Linked DNA regions of Sus scrofa: all the other regions are linked to region 1. The links are chromatin contacts, called in public Hi-C and HiChIP or PLAC-seq maps. All regions are on one chromosome and are shown on one strand. Each heading gives the region's core, a stretch centred on a gene start, on an enhancer-like site or on the middle of the called end of the contact. The rest is flanking DNA. Distances are from core to core; before and after follow the strand shown.

The links. Hi-C and Micro-C count contacts between places; a contact is called where the count stands out from the background. HiChIP or PLAC-seq counts read pairs in DNA pulled down with a chosen protein or histone mark.
Region 2: an H3K27ac HiChIP or PLAC-seq map of skeletal muscle shows a contact between it and region 1. The contact joins the promoter of POPDC2 here to the promoter of GSK3B in region 1. A contact is called at or near these places in 2 of 2 datasets of contacts at active chromatin or transcription factors (alveolar macrophages and skeletal muscle).
Region 3: a Hi-C map of liver shows a contact between it and region 1, with 2.7 times the contacts expected there. The contact joins the promoter of COX17 here to the promoter of GSK3B in region 1. A contact is called at or near these places in 1 of 47 Hi-C or Micro-C datasets (liver) and 1 of 2 datasets of contacts at active chromatin or transcription factors (alveolar macrophages).
Region 4: an H3K27ac HiChIP or PLAC-seq map of alveolar macrophages shows a contact between it and region 1. The contact joins the promoter of MAATS1 here to the promoter of GSK3B in region 1. A contact is called at or near these places in 1 of 5 promoter capture datasets (fetal liver), 6 of 47 Hi-C or Micro-C datasets (alveolar macrophages, embryonic fibroblasts, heart right ventricle and 3 more) and 1 of 2 datasets of contacts at active chromatin or transcription factors (alveolar macrophages).
Region 5: a contact with region 1 is called in an H3K27ac HiChIP or PLAC-seq map of alveolar macrophages. The contact joins the promoter of NDUFB4 here to the promoter of GSK3B in region 1. A contact is called at or near these places in 1 of 5 promoter capture datasets (liver), 5 of 47 Hi-C or Micro-C datasets (heart right ventricle, liver and skeletal muscle) and 2 of 2 datasets of contacts at active chromatin or transcription factors (alveolar macrophages and skeletal muscle).
Region 6: an H3K27ac HiChIP or PLAC-seq map of alveolar macrophages shows a contact between it and region 1. The contact joins the enhancer-like site here to the promoter of GSK3B in region 1. A contact is called at or near these places in 2 of 5 promoter capture datasets (fetal skeletal muscle and liver), 12 of 47 Hi-C or Micro-C datasets (adipocytes, embryonic fibroblasts, fetal heart ventricle and 8 more) and 2 of 2 datasets of contacts at active chromatin or transcription factors (alveolar macrophages and skeletal muscle).
Region 7: a contact with region 1 is called in an H3K27ac HiChIP or PLAC-seq map of skeletal muscle. The contact joins the promoter of FSTL1 here to the promoter of GSK3B in region 1. A contact is called at or near these places in 2 of 2 datasets of contacts at active chromatin or transcription factors (alveolar macrophages and skeletal muscle).

Annotation. Positions count from the first base shown.
Region 1 is chr13:140,134,921-140,138,822 of Sscrofa11.1, forward strand. GSK3B (glycogen synthase kinase 3 beta) reads left to right here and starts at 2,246. Exons shown (of 11, transcript NM_001128443.1): 1 at 2,246-2,369. The coding sequence starts at 2,282.
Region 2 is chr13:140,599,971-140,603,872 of Sscrofa11.1, forward strand. POPDC2 (popeye domain containing 2) reads left to right here and starts at 1,662. Exons shown (of 4, transcript NM_001144114.1): 1 at 1,662-2,557. The coding sequence starts at 2,067.
Region 3 is chr13:140,582,236-140,586,137 of Sscrofa11.1, forward strand. COX17 (COX17 cytochrome c oxidase assembly homolog) reads left to right here and starts at 2,051. Exons shown (of 3, transcript NM_001348525.1): 1 at 2,051-2,302. The coding sequence starts at 2,196.
Region 4 is chr13:140,564,879-140,568,780 of Sscrofa11.1, forward strand. MAATS1 (cilia- and flagella-associated protein 91) reads right to left here and starts at 2,098. Exons shown (of 18, transcript XM_003132654.4): 1 at 1,829-2,098. The coding sequence starts at 1,952.
Region 5 is chr13:139,728,591-139,732,492 of Sscrofa11.1, forward strand. NDUFB4 (NADH dehydrogenase [ubiquinone] 1 beta subcomplex subunit 4) reads right to left here and starts at 1,902. Exons shown (of 3, transcript XM_003361882.4): 1 at 1,660-1,902. The coding sequence starts at 1,839. The region is part of intron 2 of LOC102162379 (a long non-coding RNA gene); the gene reads left to right.
Region 6 is chr13:139,749,528-139,753,429 of Sscrofa11.1, forward strand. It overlaps LOC102162379 (a long non-coding RNA gene), which reads left to right. Exons shown (of 5, transcript XR_001303087.2): 4 at 1-53; 5 at 276-3,027. Among named protein-coding and RNA genes, the nearest start is that of NDUFB4, 21 kb to the left of the region's middle. Within about 2 kb of position 1,619, at least 50 of the 83 cell types and tissues checked have an H3K27ac peak or open chromatin away from gene starts, as enhancers often do. A contact at or near this core is called in alveolar macrophages, fetal skeletal muscle, liver and 5 more, where this site is marked.
Region 7 is chr13:139,845,359-139,849,260 of Sscrofa11.1, forward strand. It overlaps FSTL1 (follistatin-related protein 1), which reads left to right and starts at 1,888. Exons shown (of 11, transcript XM_021070306.1): 1 at 1,888-2,223; 2 at 2,385-2,441. The coding sequence starts at 2,221.

The sequences.
Region 1 (3,902 bases), core at 996-3,495:
GGTCGGGCCTGGGCGCGCCCGCGCGCGGGGCTGTCGGCCTCACTCCTATCACTGGCCTTCGCGTTTGGGCGGGGCGCGGCCGCGCAGAGGTGGAAGCTTTGTTCTCAATTTAGCGTTTGAGAACTCGCACCCCTGCCTGGAAGCACACTGAATCCGTCCGGGCCTTTCGGGGAAGTAGCTGGCACTGGAGACGCGCTCTCCCCAGCGGAGGGAAACCTTGTGCGCACATGAGCCCCGCCCCGCCGGGAGCCTGTAGTCGGGAGGGGGAGAGAGCCCTTAAACCCTCAGTTCGCTTGAGCGCTCCGAGCCCCGACCGGCTGACTGCAGCAGTTTCCCACTGGCGGGCGAAGGGCTCGCGCTATCTGCGGTTTTCACACAGGCTGCGAGTAGCCACAGGCAAGCCTGTCTGACCATCCACCACAACCCCAGACGCGCTTCTCCCGGCTGCCGGGACCGCCGCCGAGGCCGAAGGCCAATCACACTGCAGCTAGGTCTCGCGATTGGAGGGCAGTGAGTGCCGATTGGCTACTGCTACCGCTTTCGGTCTCCCTCCTTTTCCCTTTTGCCCCCACTCCAGCTCCAAAGCTTGAGACCAATGAGAAGGCGCTTTATAGAGCCCTCCCTTCGCTTTCTACTTCTCCCCACCTTGGCCAGGGAGGAGACGTCCTGACTGGTCAGACTGTCCTCGGAAGCCCCATTCTCTTCACCAATCACCAAGGGAGGTACACTCCCAGCGGAGTTTTGGCCAATTACAAAGCGGTTGCAGCTCCCAGCCTTGCGGTTTCACCAGCAACTCCCGGCTTCACAGTTCTTAACTCTTCAAGCTTTTTCGTGAGAGCCGGCGACTCTGATTGGCCGCTGCTGCCATTGTCGAATTTCTCCTCCAGCCAGCCACAGTATCACTCCAACCCATCTTCTTCTCGGTCGGCTATCTTCGGCACTTTCCGCCCTTGGGCGTGATTTCCAGTGGTACTTTCTAATTGGCTCCTCTGGCCGATCGGCTTTTTCCGGGAGGAGCCGCAAACAAACGACGTCCGTGATTGGCTCCGCTCGGGCTTCGGCTCCCCTGCCGAAGGGGGCGGGCGCCGGGCTCGGCCGGCAATTCTCAGACGCCTGTTACGCGGGCGGAGGGGCGCTGGGCGGTGTAAGGCTGGGTGGGGGAGGAAGGAGGCGGAGGACGAGTAGGAGGGGGGAGGGGTTGGGGAAGAGCTAGGCGGCTGCGCAGACGGCACTCCTCACACAGAACAGCCCCCGACCCGGGCGAATGCGGGCTTTCGCTGCTGCTGCCGCCGCCGCTGCCGCCGCCGCCGCCGCCGCCGCCGCCGCCGCCCGGGCCCGAGTGACAAAGGAAGGAAGGAAGCGAGGAGGAGCCGGCCCCGCAGCCACTGACAGGGCTTCGGGCTGGGGGCAAAGCGCGGACACTTCCTGAGCGAGACCGAGCAGAGGCGAGGGGCGGGAGGGAGGGCGGTCGCGCCGGTGCCGTGGACGGGGGAGGGGGCCCCGAGGGACGGAAGCGGTTGCCGGGTTCCCATGTCCCCGGCGTATGGGGAGCAGTCGAGGAGCCGCTGCCTGGGGTCTGAAGGGAGCTGCCTCCGCCACCGCCGCCGCCATGGCCGCTGGATCCAGCCGCCGCCTGCAGCTGCTCCTGGCGCAATGAGGAGAGGAGCCGCCGCCACCGCCCGCCTCTGACTGACTCGCGACTCCGCCGCCTTCCAGTTCGCCGGGCCCCAGCCGTCAGCCCGCCGGATCCCGCCGCTGCCGGAGCCGCAGCGTTTCCCGTCGCATCTCCGAGCCACCCCCTCCCGCTCCCTCCCTCCTTCCCATCCCCCCTTCTTTTCAAGCGTGAGACTCGTGATCCTTCCGCCGCTTCCCTTCTTCATTGACTCGGAAAAAAAATCCCTGAGGAAAATATAATATTCAAAGTACTTATTTTCAATCAAGTATTTGCCCCCGTTTCACGTGATACATATTTTTTAGGACCTCCCACCCATTTCTACCCTCCAAGGAAAGGGAGGGGAGAGAATTGTATTTTTTTTTTCCCCAGTCCCAGATCATCTATATGTTAAATATCCGTACTGATCTGTCTTCAAGGAGAAATACATCGCTCGCATTTTTTTGTCGCTATACAAAAGGAGTGAAGAGCCAAGAGGACGAAGTCTTTTTTTTTTTCCTGTGGGAGAACTTAATGCTGCGTTTATCATTAACCTAACACCCCAACATAAAACAAAAGGAAGAAGAGGAGGAAGGAAGGAAAAGAAGGTGATTCGGGAAGACAGTGATCATGTCAGGGCGGCCCAGAACCACCTCCTTTGCGGAGAGCTGCAAGCCAGTGCAGCAGCCTTCAGCTTTTGGCAGCATGAAAGTTAGCAGTGAGTATTGATTTTATTTTACACTCTTTCTCCACCTCACCCTTTAAATAAGAGACTTTGAAATACCAGGATCTTAAAATATGATGTCTGATATAACAATCAGAGATAATGGAAAAGGGCAGAAACCTGTCTTCTGTCAAGGATGAGGCAGCTCCCTCTTTTCTCCTCCCATACTCCCTCCCCCGGTCTCATTAACCTTGAATAGAGGGAATATGATTTTTATTTGGATGATTTGACTTGAAATATTTCTTATAGTTTTCTTGCCAGCTTTATCAAGCGGTTGACTTATTTCCATCTTAAAATAGTGATGGAAGTGTTTACTTGGCTCATTCTCATGAATAAAGCGAAGGACAAGATTCATAAACCATTATGTGCTTTTGCAGTGTGTCTTTAGGAACAAGGGATAGTTAGCTCAGATCTCAGGGGTTATCATAGTTTTGTACACTTAATAGAGGAGCTAAATGTCACAGTCTCTTAACAGTTCTTTCTTGCCTTTGTGACTGTACAACGCATTTGTTCTTAATCCAGAGATGAACTTGCTCAGTGACCACTTTCACATTTCCAGGCAAGCATTGATTCCTCCTCTTAGAAGGGACCCGTGAGGTTGATACTCAGTAGCAGTAGTATCTCAACATGCATTGTTTTAAGTCTACCACTATAGAGTTAATATTTAATCAAAAGGTAACTTGGAAGTAGGTCCTGGTTTTGATCGAGATTTGTATTGTCATGTTGTCAGATACTGAGTTGAATGTTAACTGTCACTGACCCTCCATATATCAGTTTTGGGGATGCCATTGCATTCCATACATGCTAAATGATGTAAAGTTCAGGGGTCCCTTCTTAAGACTGTTTAAAATACTCTTGCATTGGTTTTCTTTAGGTAAGACTATCCAGTTAGAGGAATATGGATTTAGACCTTTTCATCATAGGTTTTGCAGAATGCTGTGGTCCTGGATATAATAGGGTATAATTTGGGCTCTGTTCAGGGTTATTACTAGACTGGACCCTCTTGCTAGATTTGTGCAGAAAAGTCTAGTTGAGTGGTACACTAAGTGTCAGATGTTCCTGTGTATCTCTGTTTATGTGGAATTTAAAGAGTTTATTTAAACGTACTTTCAGAATTTGACAAAAATATCTATTCTGTTTCCTTATTTCTCAAGAAAGGGGCATGATGAGGACAACGAAAAACTATTTGGTTGCCTAGAAGAAGGAGAGAATTGAACTGAGATTTTTTTTTTTAAAGTATATGCTGTTATGTGAAATTGATTATATCCTTAAACAGCATAATATAATCACTCTTAATTGAACCCAGGATTTGATTCATGTTGGCCTTTGGAGCTTGCCTAAGACAGTGTAGTCCAAGGTAATAGCTGAATGGTAGATTTTTTTTTTTTTTTTTTTTTGAGAGTTAAATTTTTTTTTGGTGACTAGCTAGTTGAGAATGCAGGGTATGTGAAGAGGGAAGCTGATGATGCATCTTTCAGGGAATGGTCAAGCTTTCTAAGCACTTCATGGGGTCATTTGAGAGGAATA
Region 2 (3,902 bases), core at 412-2,911, 460 kb after region 1:
GATTCCCCCCACCCCCAACTATAGAAAGAAGGGAATAAGATCCACATTTTGTTGGTTAGGTAACTGTAATTAAATTAAAAAACTAGCTTGTTTCAACATGTTTAAGTTTTCATACCTCTGTGCCTATGCTTTGGCCGCTCTCACGCCTAGAAACGCTCTTCTGCCTCTATCTCCCTTGTTACTTCAACTCCCACACCTCAAATCCCCTTTTAGCTCTTGTGTCTTCCTTCCAGGTGGCCACCTCTCCTTAAACTTGACTCAGTTGCGGTGCTTTCCACACTGAACTGCCATTGTTTCTCAAGTATCTATATTTCTCTTGAGAGGTGAAATCTCTTGGGAATCTTCAGTTCTTTAAGTGCTTGGCTCATAGTAGACACTCAATATGTGTTGAGTTGAAAACTTCTACTCCTCAGCATGTTTGGCAATTCCTAATTTCTCACTAATTTTAGTCCAGTTACCAGAGGTATAATAAAGGTCCCTATGGATTGAGCTCTTGAATAGTTCTAGTAGGTTACTGGGTGCCCCCCCCCCCACTTCCCGTGGTACCTCAGTGGCTGTAGGAATAATGATAGTAAGTGCTAACCAGCAGTGAGGAAAAAAAAAAAAAAATCCAAGAGTTACTTGGAAGCTAGATTAGTGTTTGCCTATTCCAGACTTACTTCTTGGTGACCCACGGTAGACCCCAGGTTGATCTAGAAGGTCCCAGACGTCCTCAGACTTCCTGGGGAGAGTAGAGTTGGGAGTCATGGCTCTAGTCCTGTCTTCCCATGCACTGTGCAAACTATTTGGGACACAGCAGTAAAGTCTGACAGGAACAAATCCTATCTCTGTCACTTACTACCTGTGGGAACTTGTTACTTCTCTAAACCTCAGTTTCTTTCAGATCTAGAAAGAAGATAATATTTATTTGGAAGGGTCGTGTGATGACTAAATCACATGTATGTAAAGTACCTCATCTAGGTCTGGCATTTTTGGGGTTTAACAGGTAATGGTTATTATTATTTGCCAGTCCTGGAGTGGGTAGAGTGATAGTCTGAACAATGTATTAACATTGTATTAACTATTACTAGATCCAGATACATGCAGGAGAAGGTCAGAATTCAAAAGGCTGCTTTGCACACCTATTTTTTGTTCAATGGATGTCAAATAAATGCCCACGGATATTTCCAATATGACTTAATAGAGGTCTTCAAGGGGTTTTCCAGTTCTCATTGTTAGGATTTTTTCTGATAATAGTCCCATACTTTCCTACCTTGATGTGTCCTTCTGCCTCAGGAGAGCCCCCGGCCCTCCCCGCAGGGGTCTCTGGACAGTGTTCTGCCTGAGATGTGGCAGTAAATTCTGTACTCACTTTTCTTTGTCCACCCCCAGGCTCCCCACCCCACCCCCACCCTCCCTCCTTCACCACTCCTCCAAACCCCTCTATGATGCCATCCCCCCTGCCCCCCTCTCTGGCCCCAGGTCTTATCTTGTCCTCTGGGGAGGTATGCTAAGCGCTCTGCCAGCCTGCCTGTGTGCCTGGCCTGTTTTTTCTCACTGCCAGTACCTCTTGGATTCCAATTCCAAACATGGTATCTGTCTGGGGTCACCCTTTCTTCCGGTGCCAAGAGAGACGCATTCCAAATGGAGCACAAATGTGCCTCCCGTGCTGGGCTCTCCTCATTCTGTTTGGGGACAACAGAGAGCAGGACGTGGCTGTTTGATTATCCCTCACTGCTGAAGCTCTCAGTCCCACAGTCATATTGTTTCCTCGGGACAGTTTGGGTTTCCTGCCAAGAGCCAAATGTGAAGAGACCGTCCTAAGAAACCTGGAGCAGAGGAAGCTCCCCGGAGCTCTGCGGGAGAGACTTGCTGAGGGCCAGACGGAGGAAAGAAAGGCTTTCAGTTCTCCAGGAAGTGTACTATGTTCTGCCATTCATTCCTGAAGCCACCGGAAGCATTCCTCCCAGGAAAAGTTGAGTTGGTGGGTTGTAGCTGGAGGTGAGAAGGCATCCAGAGGACAGGTTAAACCATTTCCTGAATTTCGCATGTGGGCACAGGCTTAGAGCCTTCGAGGCGCCCCGAAGATGAGCAGCAACAGCAGCGCGGTGGGCCAGCTCCTCTGGCGTGGGCTGCCGTGTGTCGGCTGGAGGCAGGATCTGCAAGGGGCTGTCTACCACCTGGCCAACTGCTTCTTGCTCCTGGGCTTCATGGGGGGCAGCGGGATGTATGGGTGCTTCTACCTCTTTGGCTTCCTGGGCACGGGCTACCTGTGCTGTGTGCTGTGGGGCTGGTTCGACGCCTGTGGCCTGGACATCGTCCTCTGGAGCGTCCTGCTGGCGATGGCCTGCGTGCTCCAGCTGGCACATCTGGTGTACCGCCTGCGTGAGGACAGCCTCCCTGAGGAGTTCGAGCTCCTCTACAAGACACTGTGCCTGCCCCTGCAGGTGCCTCTACATGCCTACAAGGAGATGGTTCGCTGCTGTCAGGAGCAGGTCTCCACTCTGGCCACGGAGCAGACCTACGCTGTGGAGGGTGAGACACCCATCGACCGTCTGTCCCTGCTGCTCTCTGGCCGGTAAGTCACTGTCCAGTGCTTCTTCCTCATGCCCATGCTTCCCATTTCCTAATGCGTCCCTTTCCATGTCATGTCCCCGTCCACTGAGGAAGGATGTGGCAAGTCAAACTAACCAAAATAGCATGTGCTTGCTTCCCCTTTCTTAGCATTTTCCATGAGAAAAGTACCTCATGGGGCATCTTAGTTGGCAGAAAGGATTGCGTGTGCACTTGCTGCTGGGAGGAGTGGGGTGTTTCTTGAGCTTGGATCTGAAGTGACCACACACACACACACACACACACACACACACACACACCACTGCGTCATGCCTAAATTACAGCAATATCTCTGTAAACTTTAGAAAACCGTATGTTTCAATAAGATTAATTTGTTCCTCTACATGCATTCAACATTTGCTAAATGCCAACTATGTGCAGGGAAGAGTACCAAAACAGAGGAGGTTTCCTGTAACCCCAGGGCATCAAGGATATTGGGGAATATACTATACAGACTCTATGGTAAAGCCATTCTATATACACCCAGGCATGGAGCAGGAATAGCTCTTGTCCATTTTTCCATTCCCAATTGTTCCATTGATATTCTTACAGACCAAGACATCAAGCACTGTAAATTTGAGGGCCAGACAGTGAGGGATGGGTAGTAATGCCCACATGTGTCTCCTTGAACACAGGGCGGAGACACCTGGCTGACACCTTTTGAGGAGGCTGACAGTCATGCATTAGCAGAAATGGTTTTCATCAGGATGAGTGCATGCCTGGTCAGCCTGCAAGTGGGTGTTGGCCATTGGCTGATCTCTTCCGAAAAAAATACCTCGGGGCTCTTGCTGTACATTTGGTAGGCGATTATGAATTTTTTAAATAATATCACCCTATTGGGACTTGTACGTGGAGCTTAGCATCAAAGCGCAAGCATCTTACCTGGTATACTAGCGCTGGCTCTGTGGAAAGCAAATGGAGTGTTTCAAAAGATTTGTCCTTAGTTTCCTCTGTCCTGCTTTCTTGAAACCAGGAGAATGTAGTCGAAGGGTAAGAAAGTAATCAGAAGGCTCAAGGGAAAAAAAAATAGAAACTAGATAAGACTGCCAGTCACACAGTGGGAAAAAAAATTGGCATTGGTGATGATAGTACTAAATCGACTACTAGTAACAGTGTGAGTTTATGAATTAATGTATAGACTCAAATGTGTGATGGACACATGTTTTTATTTTATTTGGACTCTGAAGATCCTGAATTGAAGTGTTAAAAAATACTTTTTTTTTTTTAGCTGTTTTTAGGGCCGCACCTGCAGCATATGGAAGTTCCCCGGGTAGGGGTCATATTAGAGCTCTAGCTGCCGGCCTACACTA
Region 3 (3,902 bases), core at 801-3,300, 450 kb after region 1:
CAAAAAATAAATAAAGATAATCTCCTCTACTTTTTTTTTTTTTTTGTCTTTTTGGGCCACACCCACAGCATATGGAAGTTCCCAGGCTACACCACAGCCACAGCAACACCAGATGCTAGCCACATCTGCAACCTACACCACAGCTCACAGCACTGCTGGATCCTTAACCCACTGAGAGAGGCCAGGGACCAAACCCACATCCTCATGGATACTAGTCTGGTTCTTTACCACTGAGCCACGACAGAAATTCCTACTGTTGTCTTTTGATAACTTAGTTTGAACTTACACATATGTAGGTGTGATATTATTTTTTTTCTAGTTTATTTTTTCTTCCCCATTGATTGAGCTGTGTTTATTGCAAATTACATTTCCAAGTGATGTTGATGTTGCTAGTTTAAGAAGCATTGGGTTTTTTTTTTTTGTGCTTTTCAGGCCCGCACTTGTGGCATATGGAGGTTCCCAGGCTAGGGGTCCAATCAAAGCTACAGCTGCCAGCCTATACCACAGCCACAGCAACATCAGACCTGAGCCTCATCTGTGACCTGCACCACAGCTAATGGAAATGCCAGATGACAAAATGGGGATGGTCTTGGTAACTTGGAAAATACACATATAGAAATTACTTTTACACCAGTTCCCAGACACACCTCAGGATTCTGAGCTGAATCTCTGGAATACAGAAACAAACCTTAGTGTTAGGCTGCATCCCGCAGGTCTGCAAGCCCTGTGCCTACCCAGCTTCATGACTGAAGAGCCCAGAGTCAGTGACAGAGACATGGATGGTTTAATGGCCAGGGGGTTCTTACATGTCTGACAGGACATGGTAAAGTCTCTGCTCCTGGAGGGGAAGGGGAGATTGCCAGTTACAGTGGGAATTGACATCAGGTTGGCACATGAGTTACCAGGGAGACCAGCAGAGAGGCACTGCCCTCACCGCTCTTTAGATAAGAACAATCTCATTGCTGGGGCCTGGGACAAATATGTAGAAAGGTCAATCATGCACTTAGGGGTTGGTGGAGCAGGAAATGGTGGAGCAGGGAATGTACAAAGAGCAAGAAAACAGCCATCTTGAGGGGCAATACCATTGGCTGGTTTAGGTGATAAGCAATGTTTGATTAACCAAAGTGCGTATCCCTAGACAGCTATTTTAACAATGCCTGGAAGTCCTGCTTTAAAAAATAAGTTCATCCTTCCTCAAACAATTCTCTGCAGGAAAAAAACTTAATGGTTATGTCCATTCTATTGCAAATACTGTCTAAGTTTACTTATTTACCTAGATGGATAGGTATTAACTGAATTTGAGGAATGACAATGAAAAGGCATTTTAAAATTTTACTAACCAATATATTTGCCCTATGATTGGCAATTCATATGGAAATCAATTCAGTTGGAGAGGGAGCTATAAACACTAACTAGCTGAGGATTTAAAGCGTGTGGGTGAGGTAAGGTTCCCAGGCTAGGGGTCTAATCGGAGACACAGCTGCTGCCAGCTTATGCCACAGCCACATCAACACCTGATCTGAGCCCTGTCTGTGACCTACACCACAGCTCAGGGCAACGCTGGATCCTTAAACCACTGAACGAGGCCAGGGATAGAACCCGAAACCTCATGGTTCCTAGTCTGATTCGTTTGCGCTGACCACTAGGGAACTCCTTTGCTACTCACTTTTAACTAGAGCGGTGAAGTGGGGTGGTGAAGGCAGTAAGGCAGATAATGGCAAGCATAAGATGCCGGGCGCTAAGTCTGTTACTCAAGAGGAATTGGCTTTCACTAGTGTTTTTTTTTTTTTTCTGTAGCATAGACAGGTCATTTCACCTTCTTGAGTTTCAGTTTTCGACTTCGAGCTGGGTGTATGGTTGAGAGCTCTCCGAGTTGCCTTACGGGTCTCCTCATTTGTGGGTCCTCTCAATGCTGGTCTACAAACATCGCTGCACTTTACCTGGGCTCTCTGCACCTGCGCGGAAAAGGCGCCCTAGCACTAAGGCCATCATTCGGCCTCTTCTGCGCACGCGCGTGCCCTTTAAAACATTTTTCCTCTTTACCTCCTCCCTTCCTCCCAGTTCGTCAGAGTGAGAGGCAGGACTTCCTGTTCTGTTTTGGAGCGACTGCCGGAAATAACTGCGGGCGAATCGGCGTGTCCGGAGGCCGGTAGAGTTTGGGGTGGCAGAGCTAATTGCAGCTTTCGGCGCGAAAAATGCCGGGTCTGGCGGCCGCAATCCCTGCCCCGCCTGAATCGCAGGAGAAGAAGCCGCTGAAGCCCTGCTGCGCCTGCCCGGAGACCAAGAAAGCGCGCGATGCGTGGTCAGTGCGCAGCCGGGGAGGGGGCGGCGGGGCAGGCTCCGTGCACTGCCTTCGGGTGCCGCTGCCCGGACTAGGGCTGGTCGTGGCCCTCACTTTGCCGCGGGGCTCTCTTGAGGGTTATAGACCTGGGTAGGCTTCGCAGTCAGCTGTCTGTAGACTGAGCTCGTAGCTTACCCTGGGGAAAAGGTTGAAGGGATCAGAGAGAGGTCAGATTGACCCGCCGCGCTCAATCCAGGCATTCCTTCCTACAAAAGGTTTTTCATCAGCTGTTATGGGTCAAACATTGCTTTAGGACCGAAGGCTTGTAAACGGATGGATGCTACTTGATTTAAAGAAACACAGGAGTTCCCGTGGTGGCTCACCGGATTAAGAACCCGACCAGCAGCCATAAGGATGCAGTTTCGATCCCTGGTCTGTTCAGTGGGTAAAGGAGCCGGCCCTGCAAACTGCAGGGTAGGTCGGTCGCAGATGCCAATGGGATCTGTGTGGCTGTGGCTGCGGTGTAGGCCGGCATATGCAGCTCTGATTCAGCCCCTAGCCTGGGAACTTCCATATGTCCCAGGTGCGGCCCTTAAAAAAAAGTAAAGGGAAACAGTTAATGGAAACGTTTTTCAATGATTGCTCTACTATGGTTTATGGGCCATGATAGAAGACTTGGCAAAATCAGAGTTCCCTTGTGGTGAGAGGGGTTAAGGATCCCACGTGGTCTCAGCAGCGACTGCCGTGGGGCGGGTTCGATCTCTTTTCGGGAAGTTGCACATAGTTCCCCCGCGGCCAAGAAAAAAAGATTTATCAAGATCAAAGAGTAAAAGTTTTCCGGTTTTCTGGTAATTTCTCCCCGAATTTAGTCATAGTAGGGTACAAGGTACATTTCTTAACGGTACAGAAAATCCCCTAAACTCTTCCCCCCACCGTTTTAGGTAGATAATTTAAAAATCAACTAGGCTATAACATATGTGACACTGTAGTGTTCAGAATTGTTTATCTAAATTACCATCAACCTGCAAAAGGTTTTCATTTCTTCTTACTGTATACAGCCTCTGTTGTGGAACAAATCTCAGAAGGAATCTTCAGATAATGTGAATGTACACCTCTCCCTCCAGTCCCTTTTTGTCCTCACATAAAAAGTAAAGAAATCATAAGTGACATAGTGGGAAAATATGAGTGGTAGGAGCCAAGTGCTTTTTGTTAATATCCACTACTGTGCACATAATACTGTTAAGGGAGATTCAAAAGACTACGATCAGATACTATGCTTCCACATTAACTGTTAAGTGCTTATTGAACCTTCAGACCATATGATATTATGATGGAGCCTGGGATCTAGTGTCAAGGTTTGAATCCTGGGGCGTCAACTCTGTTACCTTGATCGAATTATTTAACATCGTTGCCTCCTGTCTGTAAAATGGGCCTAATAAAAGTGTCTGCCTCCAGGATTATTGTAGGGTTAATGCTATAAGCCACAATATTTACAGTATTCAAGAAATGATCTGGGAGGGCTAGCTATTGTTTTGGGGGGGCATTGTTTGTTTTTCTTTTTCTGGCCTCCTGAAGGACATGGAGTTCCCAGGCCAGAGATGAGAGCCTCAATTGCAACCTA
Region 4 (3,902 bases), core at 848-3,347, 430 kb after region 1:
GAAAGAGCTACCCTAAAGATTCCTATCCAAAAAAGACCCTTGGAATCCCAGAAGAGATACCACATGGTTAAAAGTAATACAAGGTTCACTGAGTTCCTGGTCGCTCAGTAGATTATGGACTCGCCATTGTCACTAGGGTTCAATCCCTGGCCTGGGATCTTCTATATACCGCTGGCATAACCAAAAAAAAAAAAAAGTAATATAAGGTTCAGGTCAAGAGGGGCGAAACTGGGAAAAATCATGCTTTATTGATTATAATTACTATAGTGGTAAATTGAATAATTCAATAAATAATTCATAATAAAGTATGAAGCACCTAACATATGTACCAGAACTGGAATAGATACTGAGAAGCTACAAAAATGTATAGTAGAAGAGCTTCAGAACTCAGGGAACTTATGGTCCAGTAAAAGATCCAGAACCTAAATGAACAATCAGAGCATTAAAATAAACTGGGGCTGGAGTTCCCGTCGTGGCACAGTGGTTAACAAATCCGACTAGGAACCATGAGGTTGAGGATTCGATCCCTGCCCTTGCTCAGTGGGTTGACGATCCGGCGTTGCCGTGAGCTGTGGTGTAGGTTGCAGACGTGGCTCGGATCCCACGTTGCTGTGGCTCTGGCGTAGGCTGATGGCTACAGCTCGGATTAGACCCCTAGCCTGGGAACCTCCATATGCCGTGGGAGCGGCCCAAGAAATGGCAAGAAGACAAAAATAAATAAATAGATAAATAAACTGGGGCTTTACTGGCCCAAAGGACCTAGTGGACATAGTTTATAAACAATACTTTAATGGTTAAGAATAAGCTTGAAGAAAAGAGAAAGCTAAAAACAAAGATGAAATAAACTGGCCCTTCCTTACCTAGATGCCAAATTTGGAAGAGGCCAGAGAATGAGAACTGGAAGGGCATTTTATGCAGTTTGAATGTGGGAGTGTTGAGTCAGTCTCTGAAACCAAGCAGGATGCTATAGGGCTCCTTGATGGATACAAATCCTTTGTGTGCCCCCAACCCCCCCCTCCTTCTTGTTTGTAGGAAATAGGCTTCATATAGCCTCCTTGACCTTACCTGAGTTTCAAAGAGCAGATTCAAACAGTGGATAATGAGAAAGGAGGGGATGCAGAGACAAGTCAGGAGAAGTCAAGAAACACTACTGCAGCCTTGGGGCAAGATCCTGGTTCCTCCTCAAGAAATATACAGAACATTATCTTTGAGCTCTTCTGCAGAACTAAGGCCCCCACCCAGGTGATCCAGATGGCAATTTCAACACAAGATGGCTGAAGCATCCCTCTGTGACCTCAGGAAAAAAAGTCACATACCCTTCAGCCTTCACCCTAAATATTGCTATTGAAAACTTTTTCCCCAAAACCATCAGGGATTTCGGGGGGGTTTGAACCAAGCCACTCTTGCTTGGCCCTACAGTAAACCTTTTTCTTTTGGTTTGTTTGACCTCACTGTGAGTGGAGCACCCAAACTTTCTTCAGTAACATTTCCAAGTATGCAAATCATTGGGTACTGTATGGGATACCAAAACTCCAGTAACGGGTTTCAGAAAGATTGCTTTGGGCTGTGCAAATTATCAAGAAAAGCGGGTGAAGAAGAGTCAGGTGTTCCCTACCCCTGCTCCAAGACGCAGCTCACCTGAGTCTTCAGAGATGCCCTAGAGTGCACCACCCAGAGGGCTTGGAGCTGCCCATCCAAGACAAGACAAGGGATCTGTCCTGAGGCCAGTCTTTCCTCCGCTGAGCCTCCTGGCCAGGTCCCACCATCTTCAAAGCCCATCTGTCCCAGGAGTCTACAACTCAGGAGGGAGATCTGGAGCCGCCCTTACCATACAGGAAATCATACGTTCGACTAGCGGAGACGTTGCCCCAGGTCCCCGACTTCCCTCTGCACTGGGTTTGAGACATCTGAGGTTTGGCCTGGGGCTCGGTGATGGTCACAACATGACTCATGGTGCCGGCTCTGCCCTGCAGTCAGCCAGGACCAACTTGAGAGACCTAGCTGTTGTGTGGACAGTAGCTATGGTAACCCCCTGGAAGAGCGGAAACGAAGGGCGGAGCGAGGACAGCACGCAAGCGGAGAAGGGAAGAGCGGAACTAGCATGAGAGGGGAGGAGCCGAGTGACAAGGACGGGGCGGGACGAGGGTCAGGAAAGGCGGGCTGGATGAAGAACCTGGGCGGGGCTAGTGAAGGGAGGGGCGCGGGGCTGGCGACCGGGAGGAAGACGGGGGGATTGCAGGAAGGCGTGGGGCGTGGCGCAGGGGCGGGAGGACAGGAAGTGTGCAGAGGGAAGGAGCGGGAGGGGTGGAGAAAGGGGTTGGGAGGAAAGGACAGCACTCAGAAGGAAAAAGGGGAAAGTAGTAGGCCGGGGGAGGATCTGCTACACTGCCCGCTTCATTCCAGAGGCCAAGCCTTGAGTTTTCAGTTGTACATCCAGGATCAATGCGCGGGGCCCGCAGGCTGGGGAAAAGGCTACTGCTCAAATCCAGCAGTGATTTGCCGGTTTCACTCCGCGACCTCTTTCGGAAATCCCTGGGAAATCTCAGAAAAAAATAGTCGGGGGCTTTCCTTTCGGACATCCCCTTTCCGCGGGGCTTTTTCTGCTAGCTGAGAAAGCTCCTAAACGTTGGACTTTGACACTCTATGAACCCTTGCCCTGGGAATCAGGATTTGGGGTGGGGTGGGTAGTTAGTAACTGTTGATCTGCATTCTGCTACCCCTTTCTGAGCCCTGGGCACTAATTAAATCAGCCGAAGATGATGTGGTGTATTCCGCACTGACTTGCTTTTTAAAACTACTTATTATGGAAATGTCTGTTTTTGTTTTTGTTTCAGGGCCGCAACAGCGGCATATGGAGGTTCCCAGGCTAGGGGTCCAATCCGAGCTACAGCCACGCCTATGCCTATGCCACAGCCACGCAGGATCCAAGCAGGGTCTGCTATCTACACCACAGCTCACAGCAACACCTGATCCTCAACCCACTGAGAGAGGCCAGGGATCAAACAGCAACCTCATGGTTACTAGTCGGATTCGCTGCATCACAACAGGACTCTGGAAATGTCTTAACATAGGCAAGAGTGAATCCACTTTTAGTAATGAGCTGGCGCTAATCATCACGGAGTAAATAATTATCAAGAATTTGCCAGTCCAGTTTCACCTGTCTACTATCTCCTTTTGCTTGAGCATTTTCAAATCCCAGACATTATTTTACCCTTAATCTGCATCTCAAACTGATACAGATTTTTAACATAATTGCCATTATCAAATCTAACAAAATTAATAATTCCTTTATATTTAAAATTTAGTATATATTCAAATTTCCCTGATTGAGTCCAAGATTTTTTTTTCTGATCAAAAGATCTAAAAAATTCTTTACACTTTATTTTGGTATCTCAGGATTTTCATCTAGAACAGTGAATTTCTAATATCTTCAACAATTTCCTTCTTACCTGGGATTCTTCTATAAAAAGAACTTTCTGGGCATTCCCAGTTGTTGCTCAGCAGGTTAAGAACCTGACTAGTATGCACGAGGACATAGGTTCAATCCCGGGCGTGGCTCAGGGGGTTAAGGATCTGGCGTTGCCACAAGCTATAGTGTAGATTGCAGATGCAGCTCGGATCTGGCATTGCTTTGGCTGTGGTGTTGGCCCCAGCTGCAGCTCCAATTTGATCTCTGGCTCAGGAACTGCCATATGCCACAGGTGCGGCCATAAAAAGAAAAAAAATAAAATACCGTGTTATAACGACATGATAATGTTTTTCTGTCTTAGGGTATGACTACATTTCCCACTGTCTGTTCCTTCTTCCCAGAACACCCCTGCCCCTCATCTTATCCCTGCAGACTCACTCCTCATTTGAGGTTTCAGCTAAGATGTTCCTTCCTCAGAAAGACTTCCTCGCTC
Region 5 (3,902 bases), core at 652-3,151, 410 kb before region 1:
CACATATACACACTCCTAAATCCCCTTCCTTGCTTAATTTTTCTTATCACTTACCACTAACTAACATGCTAAATGAAGCAATTTTTTAAACCTATTACTTGCTTCCCACTGGAAAGAAAGCTTTATGAAGACAGGAGTCTGGCTGTTTTTGTTCTCCACTGTTACGCAGCATCTAAAACAGGGCCTGGCATATAATAGACACCAAGCAATTATTTATTCACTGAATCAATAATTCTTAAAGATTAGGCAAGGAATTTCAATATACTGTTCAATATATGATTAAATGTCAGGCACTCATTTACTTAACAGAACAACCAATGAGGCAGGTATAAAACTGAGGTTTTACACTGCTAAGCTGAAACTGCCCTGCGTCCCAGAACTGGAAAAGAGAAAATCTGGAGTTTAAATCTCAGCTATGCCTGACTCAAGGTCTCATTATCCGGCACATCAAACGCAATCACTGAGTATGTATATAATGAACATCTTTCTCAGCACCTTCTCCCAAGTAAACAAGGTTCTGGCTGGAGACAATACAGCCAAGTGGTTGAGAAGATGCTCTGGGTTATAGACTGTGGTTCTAATTCTTTTCTACCACTTGCTAACAGAGTATCACCCTGTGACAACTTGCCCTTCCCATGTCATCTTTCTCATCTGTAAAATGGGGATAGTAATAAAGTTTAAATCTTCAAATACCCATGATATTTGAATTTCAGAAAGTTTCAGTAATTCCTGGCACACCTGTAAATTTCCTTCAATCCTCACAACTTCCTAAAATTCCTACAAAATACCAATGCAACTGTTGGGAAAAAAACTTCTCTAAAAAATCATATTTACATATTTAAATAGCTCTTGTACAGAAAATTATCTTCTAGATAATAGCTATCGGTCTACTAGGCATGTTATAAGTGCTGGGAGCATTATACAGACTATCTCATTTAACCTCAAAAGGTTTCTATAAAGAATGTACTATCGTTTCCGTATATGAAAATTATAAAACTAAGGTTCAGAAGGGTTAGGGATTTTGCACAAGGTCATATAATTTGCCAATAGGTAGTGCCTTCGTGTCTGACTCCAAAGCCCAAAGCTTTAGCAAGCTGTAGGGTATCTGGATTATTAGAAGATGTAAACTGAAAAATCACTATATTCCCATCAGAACAGTATTTCTATGAACTGTGAACTGTAAAGTGGAAAACAGCTTTAAAACACCCCCCCCCCCATATTTTCTGAACACTCAGCACAAGCCAGGAACTGTGCTGGTGGGTCACGTGCCCCATCTCATTTAATCCTCATAAGAGCCTCGTAAAACAGGAAGTACTATATTATCCCCATTTTTCAGATAGGAAAACCAAAGCCAAGCAGCAGGGTTGAAAAGCTTTTCCATGATCACCCAGGCGAGAAGTGATCAAGCTGGGACTCAAACCCAGCCACTTGTGAACCCAGAACCCGTCCTCCTAACCGCTAAGCTATCCACCCAAGGTCAAAGGGCTAATGCCAAGGTCCTGCTCTCTGGGCCTGGAAGAGGACCTGTGTTTTAAAACACTCTTTGGAAACGGTGACCGCCCCGTGGCGTGGTCCCCCTTGGGCCGTCTAGGCTGCCGGGTCTGACGGGACCATCCGGACTCTGGCCCTCGATTCCCACCCGGCTGGCCCCTCACTCACGATGACCCCTAGGCGGTTAGGGTCGTTGTACTGGAGCAGGTACTCCCGCTTAAGCCGGGATCTTATGGCCAACCGCTCGGCTTGTGCCTTCCGGGTTTCCGGAGATATGTCGTATTCAGCTGGGTCGAGAGTAGCTGGCAGGGTTGCCAGGCGGGAAGGCTTGTATTTTGGGAACGACATCTTGGCAACCCGGCGCACAAACGCGCCTGCGGGGCCCCGAGGCCCGCCCCCTACGTGCTGACCTTTGTCCTGAGGAAGTGCGCCTGCGTGTTAGCAAGAGGCGGAAACGGTTTAGCATGTACAGCTTTTTAACCTTCCTCTGTCCCCGGCGCTAGTAGCGATCTGCGCATGCGCAAGGTACTTTCCTCGCCTTCCCCCGCCCTCTCCTTTTCCTACCGCTGTGGAAAGTCTCGCTTCTTGTCCGTGCTTGCAGCTCTAGCTTTACTGACCCTGAAGGGCACATTCTGTGAAGTTGAGTTAGCAGAGAGGAGAAATGGGACCGACTGTGGAATTCTCTTTTAGTACAAGTCCATCTCTCTGACCTGGGGAAGTCACTTAACTTCTCGGAGTTTCCTCTTCCTTATCCTGGAGATTATGATCCCTATTCTGTCTGCCTAGCAAAACTCATGTGAGGATTAAATAAAATAATGAATAGATGCAACATACTTTGCAAAATATTCCTTATCCAAGAAAAAGAAAAACCAAATCTTAGTTACAACACTGAAACCTTTTAGTAAAATCCTTACCATTCTTCAGATGCTAAGATTAAAAAACATCCATAGAAATATGAAAATAAGCATAGGAGCATTTTATCTTACTGTGAAAGATAGTTTGGGGGGAAGAGTGAGGATAACCTTAAAGGGAATGTTCTCCATCCCTACCATCCTTCTCCTTTCCCCACTATCACCAAAGAAAAAGGGCTACTTCAAGTTGCAAGGCAGGTTCTTTGGGTACCAAGCAGATATTCCTTAGGGGAAAACATGTAAACAATATTTCCATAACTCAGGCAAGGAAAGTGGATCAAAAGTTAACTTCAGCTTGGATGAACCATCTGGGGACATGTAGAAATGTTGCGAAATGGTTGCTAAGCAGAGAAGGGACCTAGAAAGTGTTGGCACTTGACGTGATGAGGAGCAGCACTGCTGTCAAATTTATTCAACATTTTAATACTGTTTTTAAATATTTATTAAGCACTCACTGCATGAAGCATCCTGCACACTAGTCAGTCAATCTTCTAGGCTGAGTGGGAAAAACAAAAATGAAAGATGAGGTGATTGTCTCTGAGGAGCTGACAATCCCGGCAGTACAGAAAGAATAGACAGAATATGATAATATTTGCTAAGCAGTTTACTGTCCAAATGAATATATAGAAAAATGGGCTCAGAAGAATGGAGACTGAGGGAATGTAGAAGAAAGAAATTTTTTGTTGTTGTTGTTTTTTTTTTTTTTTTTTTTGTCTTTTTGCTATTTCTTTGGGCCACTCCTGCGGCATATGGAGGTTCCCAGGGTAGGGGTCCAGTCGGAGCTGTAGCCACTGGCCTACGCCAGAGCCACAGCAACACGGGATCCGAACCGCGTCTGCGACCTACACTACAGCTCACAGCAACGCCGGATCCTTAACCCACTGAGCAAGGCCAGGGATCAAACCCGCAACCTCATGGTTCCTAGTCGGATTTGTTAACCACTGCGCCAGGACGGGAACTCCAAGAAATTTGAGACAAATCACACTCAATCTTAAAGGAGCAGGGAAGAAAGAAGTTCTGTTTTTATCTAAGGTGTTTAATCATATTAAGAAAATTTTAAAGATGAAAAGCAGAAGCAGGTTGAAAATTCTAAAGACTACATTGATAGTTTCAAAAAGCTTTTGTTTATAGATTAGACACTGATCTAGGAAGAAGGGCATGTTAAAAGAAGGAAAAAGAAAGGAAAAATGAAAGTACACTGAGTACAAGCCAACTGACAAAGTTTTTTTTTTTTTTTTTTTTTTTTAAAAAGATTTACTAAGGTTAAGAGAGAGGAAGAGAATAAACTTCATCATTTCATTTTGGATGAGTTAGGGGTGTGAATGCCATGTTTGCTTGATTATCATAGGATCCCTTTTGATGACTATTAAAAACATGGAGTCCTAGGTTTTGTTCTGCTGTTAGAGATTCAGAATTGGTCTTGTGGGGGAACCCTGATGTATGTATTTTTACGATTTCCTGAGGGGATTCTTACAATATTACATGTTTAGAGAACATAAA
Region 6 (3,902 bases), core at 369-2,868, 390 kb before region 1:
GGGATTAGTCACTGGGGTGACTCACAAACAGCAGCTTGCAGCGCCCAGAGGAGGTATGCAAAACTAGCCTTTTCTGCCTAGGCTTTAATCTTAGAAGCAAAGCAACATCGACAGTTATGTCATTCCCTGCTTAGAACTGATTTCCTGGAATCTAGTCTCTCGTGTCATGTCAAGAATCTTAGATTATGATCTCTGGGCTATGCGTAGCATGAAATAAACAGTTTACAACCTTGGAATCCTAAATTGCCCTTTCTCCCCTGTTGTCCACTCTGCAGGCTCCCATTTACAACTGAAGTCTGCCCTCTACTGGTCACAAGCAGCCCAAACCCACACCACAAAGCCACTGAAGAGTTTGCTTCTAAAATCGTTTCTTCTCCAGGAACATTTTGGAAATTGCTACAATTTATTTAGCTAGAGAAATACAAAGAAATGACATCTTCTGAAAAGTGTTCCTCTTTAATTTTTTACTTTTTGATGTTTTTAGGCTTTTTCCTTTTATTTGACAATAGCAGAACTGGATCAGTTTCAGTTATATAGAAATATAACTTTCATTTGTGATAAATAACCATTATTATTATCACACTGCCCAGGCACTTCTGCTCCTATTGACTCATGAGTCACTAAAATGCTTTCGCATGGTAGAAATGGACAAGGGCTGTTCAAGATAGAAGGTACTACAATGTATGGGCTGTCAACCGTCCAGTAGTTTTCCAGTGGTAGTTTGTAGACTGAGTGTGAGTAAAGAAAGACCCAGAGATAGACTCTCCTCAAGCTCTGTAGGGTATCCATTTGCCCTGTTCAAAGGCTATGTGGCATCAGGCATCTGGGGATCCCAAGCAGACATGACAATCCTTTCTTTCTCTTGCTTCCACAAGGAGGGCACTCTGGCCCAGGAAGCAAATGCAGGAGAACATGAAAGGTGAGTGAGAAGGAAGCCAGAGCCTGGGGAGACCACAAGATAGTGTGAGCAAAAGGCTGAACCCATGATGAAAGGAAAAAGCTAGGGGAGGGAAGGTGGGTAAGAGAAAGAAACAGTGGACAAGGGCAGAACAGAGGACTAAAGAAGTGGCTCCATTTTTCCAAGGGCCATTGCTACTTTCTGCAATGCAGGTCACTGTAAGAATCTATTTAGTTTTTAGTTAACAAAAGAAGGGAATCCTTTCTGATGTTCCAGAGTCCTTGACAAGAGATGGTTCGGGTTTTTAGGGGAACAAGGACTCCTTTCTGTGAGCATACATCCTAGCCAGAGGTCTGGAAATCTGCCCCCTCCCTCAAGGTGATCCTCAAATACAGCCAGAGTGGGGGGCCCACTGCCCACCCCAGGGTCACCCTCCCCCAAAGGGTCTGCCTACCCCTGTCAGTCTGCTCCTCAGGGCTGCAGAAGCCTAGGATCAGGGTGGAACAGAGATCCCTGTGTCCTGATCTTGCTCTTCCCCTCCATTTCCCTCTTGCCTCCTCCCTCACCTCTGTCCCTGGTCCTCTGGACTCAAGTTCTCTCCTCCCACGTTGCCCCTCTCTGGACTTTGTGACTCAAAAACTCAAGCACTTTAGGAAAAACAGCGCTCAGTGTATTCTTAGGCGTGGGTGCTGCTGCCCCTTTAAAATCCACCATCGACAGAGTGTGGGGGTTGGGGGGAAGCGGGGAGGAAGAAAGAGAGGCAGGTCTTCTGTCTTTCTTCCCGAGATAAAGGTTATTCTTAGCAGTAAGATCGGCTTGGCATTTGGGGAGATTTGTGTTTCTCTCCTTCCCGTCCCAGGAGTTTTGCACAATGCAATTCCTCTTCTTTGTGCGGGGAAGAAGATGAACAGGGAGAAAGAGAAGGGAAAAAAGAAGGGCGCGCCATCACTGTTGCCCTCGTAGGCATTTCCCAGGACTTACTTTGGAAAGCTGGTCTAGTTGGTCAGAACTGGGCAGGAAAGTGCCCTCACTCCATCCCCAGAAGGTCAGTTTAATTCTAACGGACACTTGAAGTGAGAAGACTAAAGGCCAAATAAACTCCCTAAAGGCCTTTCCACAGCACTTTGTATGTCGCACATGTTCAGCTAGCGTTTGCTCAGCCAGTCTCCCGCTTGCACTCTTATTTGGGCTGGGTCTCCCAGGACAGACTTCGGAGAACTAGGAACTTGAGAAAATAAAAAAAAATAAAAAATAAAATAAAAAAGGAAAACGGTGGGCCAATCTCGAAGAAGACTTACGTAATCTGATCCCACTCTGGAACCAGACGGTGAGATTCTGCAGAGCCGCCAGCAGGGGGAGCTCAGGCAGTGTGTCAGAACGTCGGCACCGAAGTTGCCAGGAGCCAAAACCTCCGGATAAACAAAACAATGAATCTTTGTGGTTTCTCTTAGGTTCTTAATCCTGGGAGGCTCAATCCAGGACGGCCTGATTTTCGTCCTAGGGGAGCCAGCTAGCTTCTCCCAGAACACTAGCTGGGTCTTGGATGTCTTAATAGGTCTCTCTCTCTGTTCTTCCCTCCTCAATTGCTTTCTGTCTTCCTCTATTTTTCATCTATTTTCTCAAACTGTCTATGTATCTCTTTATGTGTATCTCCTTCTGTAATTCCCCTTTCTCTGAATCTGTGTTTCTGTCAGTGTTTCTTTCTTGTTATTTCTCTGTATGGTCCTTGGCTCACTAGCAAATGTTAATGTAAATGGGGATGAACCCACTGCAGACTGAGCTCTGAAAGATTTCAAGATCTGGCAAAAACTAACACTTAAAATAAAATGTAGAATAATTATTCTACACGGGTTCACCACTTAGCTATTGGGTCATGTCGTCTTGTTATATTTCTCCTGTCTCTGTCCTCCTAGCCTGCTGCCCTTGCATCCTGCAGTACTGCCTTGAGCATTGGTTGCTGCCAAGCTGCTGCCCACCTCCCCCTCCCATTGATCTCCAGGGGTCAATGGGACCAGCCCAACAATGTTTTTCAGGTCTTTTAGAGAAAATGCCCATACCAGAATAACTGTACCTCTAGTGACATGGTTTTCCACTTCTTAATTAAGACCCAGCCCAGAACACACTGGAACCCTTGGGACGGGGATTGAGGAGCTCCGGGTGAAAAACTGGTGAGGGACTCAGCATTGCACTCTACCTAAAACCTCTTGCCCTCCAGCATTCAGGTGTTCCACCTGGATCTGGTCTACTCTGCCAGAGTATCTTCACTCACAGTGACATTCTCTCTGGAATCTTCCTCATTGTCTGTCTCTCCAGACTGACACTTGGGGACATCTGGCTTATTATAGATTCCATATATATCTGACCCCTATAGGGGAAAGAGTTTAAATGCTTTTCCTGGACTTTTGAGCCCTGGGAATCAAATGTAACCGAATGTGTTTTAAGGTTCCAGAACATCCCATGACAGTCAAGATGCACCCCTATCTTCATACAAAAGGATGCTTTGTCTGCAGCCCACAGAGGCCAAATGAGGGCCCCGAATATGTACGGCACACAGATGGCTCCCCCAGGCAATGCTGCTCAGCAGGCACTGGCTCAGTTCCAGCCCCAAATACTGTGACTATGATCGTGGTGGTGGTGATGATGTTAGCACTTTGCAGCACTGGGTTTTTCTGCAGCAGTTTCATTTTTATTCCTTTTCAGAGACAGCCTCCTCATTTCTGCATTTCATGCTTGCATCCTCATTTCTGCATTTCATGCTTGCATCCTCATTAAGATGAGTCTTCCAGGACCCATCCTATGTCCAAGTCTATCCTGATCTATTCAAGTCTTCATTATTTTTCAGGTCTTAATTATGTATGTCCCTGAGAGGCAGATTCTAATATTAGCTCTGGTAGGATAGGAGTTCCCTGGTGGTGCAGCAGGTTAAGGATCTGGTGTTGTCACTGCTGTGGCTCAGGCCATTACTGTGGCACGGGTTCATTCCCTGGCCCAGGATCTTCTGCAC
Region 7 (3,902 bases), core at 638-3,137, 290 kb before region 1:
TTGTCAAAAAAGTTGCTAGAAAAAGTAATGAAACTTTACTTGGGTGCTGAAAAAAAAAGAAGACAAAATTTGAATAGGCAAAAAGAGGAAGGAGGAAAGGAGACCATGCCAGGTCCTGAGGGGTGCAGTTCATGTGCCAGGGATGAAAGTATTGTGAGCTATTAGAGGGCAGAAGCAAAATTTGTACAACATCATGTCCTTCAGTCCCACAACAGAGCCGGGACTGGGTAGCTGGCAGAGTGATGTCTATTTGCTACCTATCTTATTTCCATAACAAGGAAGCAGGAATGCATTGTTCGACTTGTGAGCTTGAAGGAGGAAATAGGGATGTGTCCTTCTGACCTCTCAAGTTTGGGAAGCAGTCCAGCCCCAGGAAGCAGGTTTTCTGCTTTTCCAGAAACTGTAAAGCTGCAGTCAGTTTTATACAAGCAGACTCTCCAACTCTGTCTGTGACTGGTAGGGTATGTTTCGTTCTGGGGTGAAGGACAATCAGCAGATCCTTGTCCCTGCAGATCTAAAGCCATAACCACCATTCTGGTTTAAACCAGGGACAAAGCTGCCATTTTGCTCACTGCCAGTCTGACTCCTGCAGCTATCTCAATGGATTCTGAACTTGAGTGGGCAATATGTGTGTTATTTGAACCCCCTAAGACCACAACAGCAGGCCCTCAACAAATCATGGTAAAAGAGTGAATATGACAAGTTCAGAGGACAATGAGAAGGTGGTCCAGTTTGAGCAGAGGACATATAAGTAGCTTAAGTAAGGTTAGATGGATAACTTACAAGAAAGGCTTTTGGATTTGATGTGGGAAAAGAGTGCTGAAAGTTTCTGAGCAGGGGAAGAGCATAAGGAAGACTTTATGTAGTGAGAATACAGCAGTGGGCTGCAGTGGAGACTGGAGGAGGAGAACCTGGAGCTGAAGGGCAACCAGAGGTGGTTTCTAGAATTCCTGAGTGAGGGAGGATGAAGGTCCAGCCTAGGGAAGTGGAAATGTGAATGGAGGTGAAAGGATGAATGTGAGATATCAAAGGGAAAACTGCCAGAATAAGGTGACAACTGCAATCTGAGAAGTGAAGATAATTTTTGGAGGCACCACTTTAAAAGATGTAGATGAGCAAGCCTGGAGGCTGGTGGGAAGTGGGGTTCAGCCTTGGGCATATTAAATCTGAGATGTCAAGTGGATTTGCTCTGGCACCTCGGACACTTTACACAGGATAGGAAAGAAGCCACAGTTGGGAGCAGTTTGGGGAATCAACATCATCACAGAGGCAGCACACATTTGAGGGCCTCTGGGAAGAGTTGATGGAGATGTAAAGCATGAACATGGAGGGTACTTGGGATGACAAGGTGGGAGTGGGAACACTGGTGAAAGATGGACAGAGGAGAGCAAAGAGACAGTGGTCACTCCTGGACTGGAGGGAATGATGGGATGATGCTGCTGGCAAACGCTGGAATCAGGATCTTCTCAGCAGAGGAACACCGGCTTGCACCTTACCCCTCAGGAAATCCACAGTTGAACCCAAAGTAGCTTTCCTCAGGCAGGCAGGTCTTCTGGGCCCTGTACCCGCTTCCTCGCGCTCTTGCGACAGTGACTCCCTGTACCCTGAGCTGTGCGGGTCCCTCTGCACCTCTGGCACTCTACCAGCCTAGGGGGCGACTCCGGTTCCCCAGGCTGCAGGGCCTTTTCCCCCAGGTTACCGCCCCAGTCGATGCCGGACCCCCGGAGGCACCGCCCCACCTGGTCACCGCCGCAGCCCGCGCCCGCAGCCCTCCCGAGATGCCGCAAGCCAGCGGCCTCTCCCGGGAGTGAGGTTTTGGCTCTCCCCCCCCCCCCCCAAACACACCTCCTCCGCCTTTGTTGCAGCGTCTCCCGGGACACCTCCCTCTGCCTCTGCCTCTAAGTCCTGGGGGCCGAAGAGGTGCTAAGCTAGGGGTCTGGCGGGAAGAAGGGTTCGGTGGCGCCAAGGCGCTCACGGGCTCCCGGTAGCAAGGGGTTGGGAAGAGGGAGCGGAGCCGGGAGCCGCGGGGGCCGCTGCAGCAGAAGGGGGAGGAGAATGGGGAGGAGCTGGGGGGCAGGCAGTCCGGGAAGGAGGGGTCTTAAGGGGCGGCGAGCCCAGGTCGGATTTCCTCTGAGGCTGGCGATCCGCGAAGCTCCCACCTTCCCTTAGAGCTCGTTGCAGCCTCCCTGCCCCGCGCCCTCCAGAGACCGCGACGGGACCATGGTGAGAGGAGGGTGTGCGGCGCGGAGCCGAGCTCACTGGCCCGACCCCTCTGGGTGGCCGAGGGCTGCCGGGCGGAGGGGGCGAGCCTTTGGGACCCGAGGAAGTTTCCGGGGTCGGCATGGGGCCCGGTGCCTTCAGTCTCGCTCTTCTCTCTTCCGCAGATGTGGACACGCTGGCTCGCGCTCGCGCTGGTGGCGGTCGCCTGGGTCCACGCCGAGGTAGGTGAGCTTCGGAAGAGGTCCGAACTCAGGCTCAGGGGCCACTGGGGTCTGCGGGTTGCGCGGGCTGTGCTTGCGTTCTCGGGATGCTCTCCCCGGGTGGGACTGGGAGTTTCCATCCGCCGGGTGAGGGGGGCGCTCAGAGCATAAACGCTACTTAGGAAACTTAAACCTTAAAATCAGGCAAAGTAGTTTGGGCCGTAAGCGGGAGCCCCACGGCGGCTAATATGGAGGGAGAGTGGGGAGAGGGAGAGAGGACGAGCTGGGCGGATTGGGACGGAGGCGGCGACAAGAGTGCGAGCGGAGTTCAAAAAGGCGCCTGAGTTCTTTCCTTCACTTAAGAGGAAATTGAGACGAGTCGAAGACTTTTCCCTTTAGAGTCTGTCTCCTGGAGTGGGGGGGCGGGGGTGGGCTCGCTAGAGATTCATCTTTTAGAGGGCAAGTTTTTTTTTCTCTTATATGAAGTAAGATTTTTTTTTCTTTGTAAAGTGCCCTCGGATTTTGTGTTATTGTCAGAGCCAAATAATGGCCTTTTAAAATCTCAATTTTTTCTAAAATTAATGTTGTGCGAGTATGAGCGATCCATTACTCTGCTTTTTGAGGGCTCTGCTTTTCCAGTCAAAGTATTTCAGCGCTTTTTTGGTAATGTTTTCTTTTCGACTCAAGTGACCTTCCTGAGACACTACAAACAAACCAACAAACCCTTCACTCACAAGCCCCTCCATTAACTCAAAGGTTTATGGACAGAAAATAAACAATTCTAAATTCCCTGGGCTCTAGTCTCCAGAAAAGTGAGGTCAGAAACCAAACATTTGATAATTATGGCAGGAAATGTGGAAGGAATTAAAAAGCATGAGGGAGAAGAAATGGAATGTACATTACAAAAGAAATAGCTCCCTGGTGGGTGGTTATTCTCCCTCTTTGAATTTTTTTCTTTATATTACAGTTTAGCCCCACCCTTAGTATCACAGCTTGACTGCCCAGAAAAGTCATAAAAGCCTGCTAGGTTTTCACAATGTTAAAAAATGCACATTATACTGAACTCTCATTAAATTCACTGCTACATTGTTGGTTGAGCTGGAAACACTAGCTGTTTTTACTCACAATGAAATTAAAAAGAGCTAATTTTTTTTTTGGATATCTACTTTGTGTTGTAATAAAACTCCGTTTGAATGATGAGGAAACTGAATCAGAAAGGTCACATAATTTCTCTAGTGTCCTAAGTTGTTAAATGGTAGGAGTGAGATTTGAACACAGTCTGGCATCAAACCCCAGGCTCTTAAACACTACCTCGCACAAAGGCTTCATATCTACTATGTACTTCTTACATAGCAGACATCGGCTGGGTTGCATGCATCATTTCTTTTAAAGCTTCGCAGAAACTCGTAGGGTCAATTTTATTATCCACATTTTACAGAGGAAGAAACAGGTTTAGGGAGATTAGGTAACCTGCCTAAGATC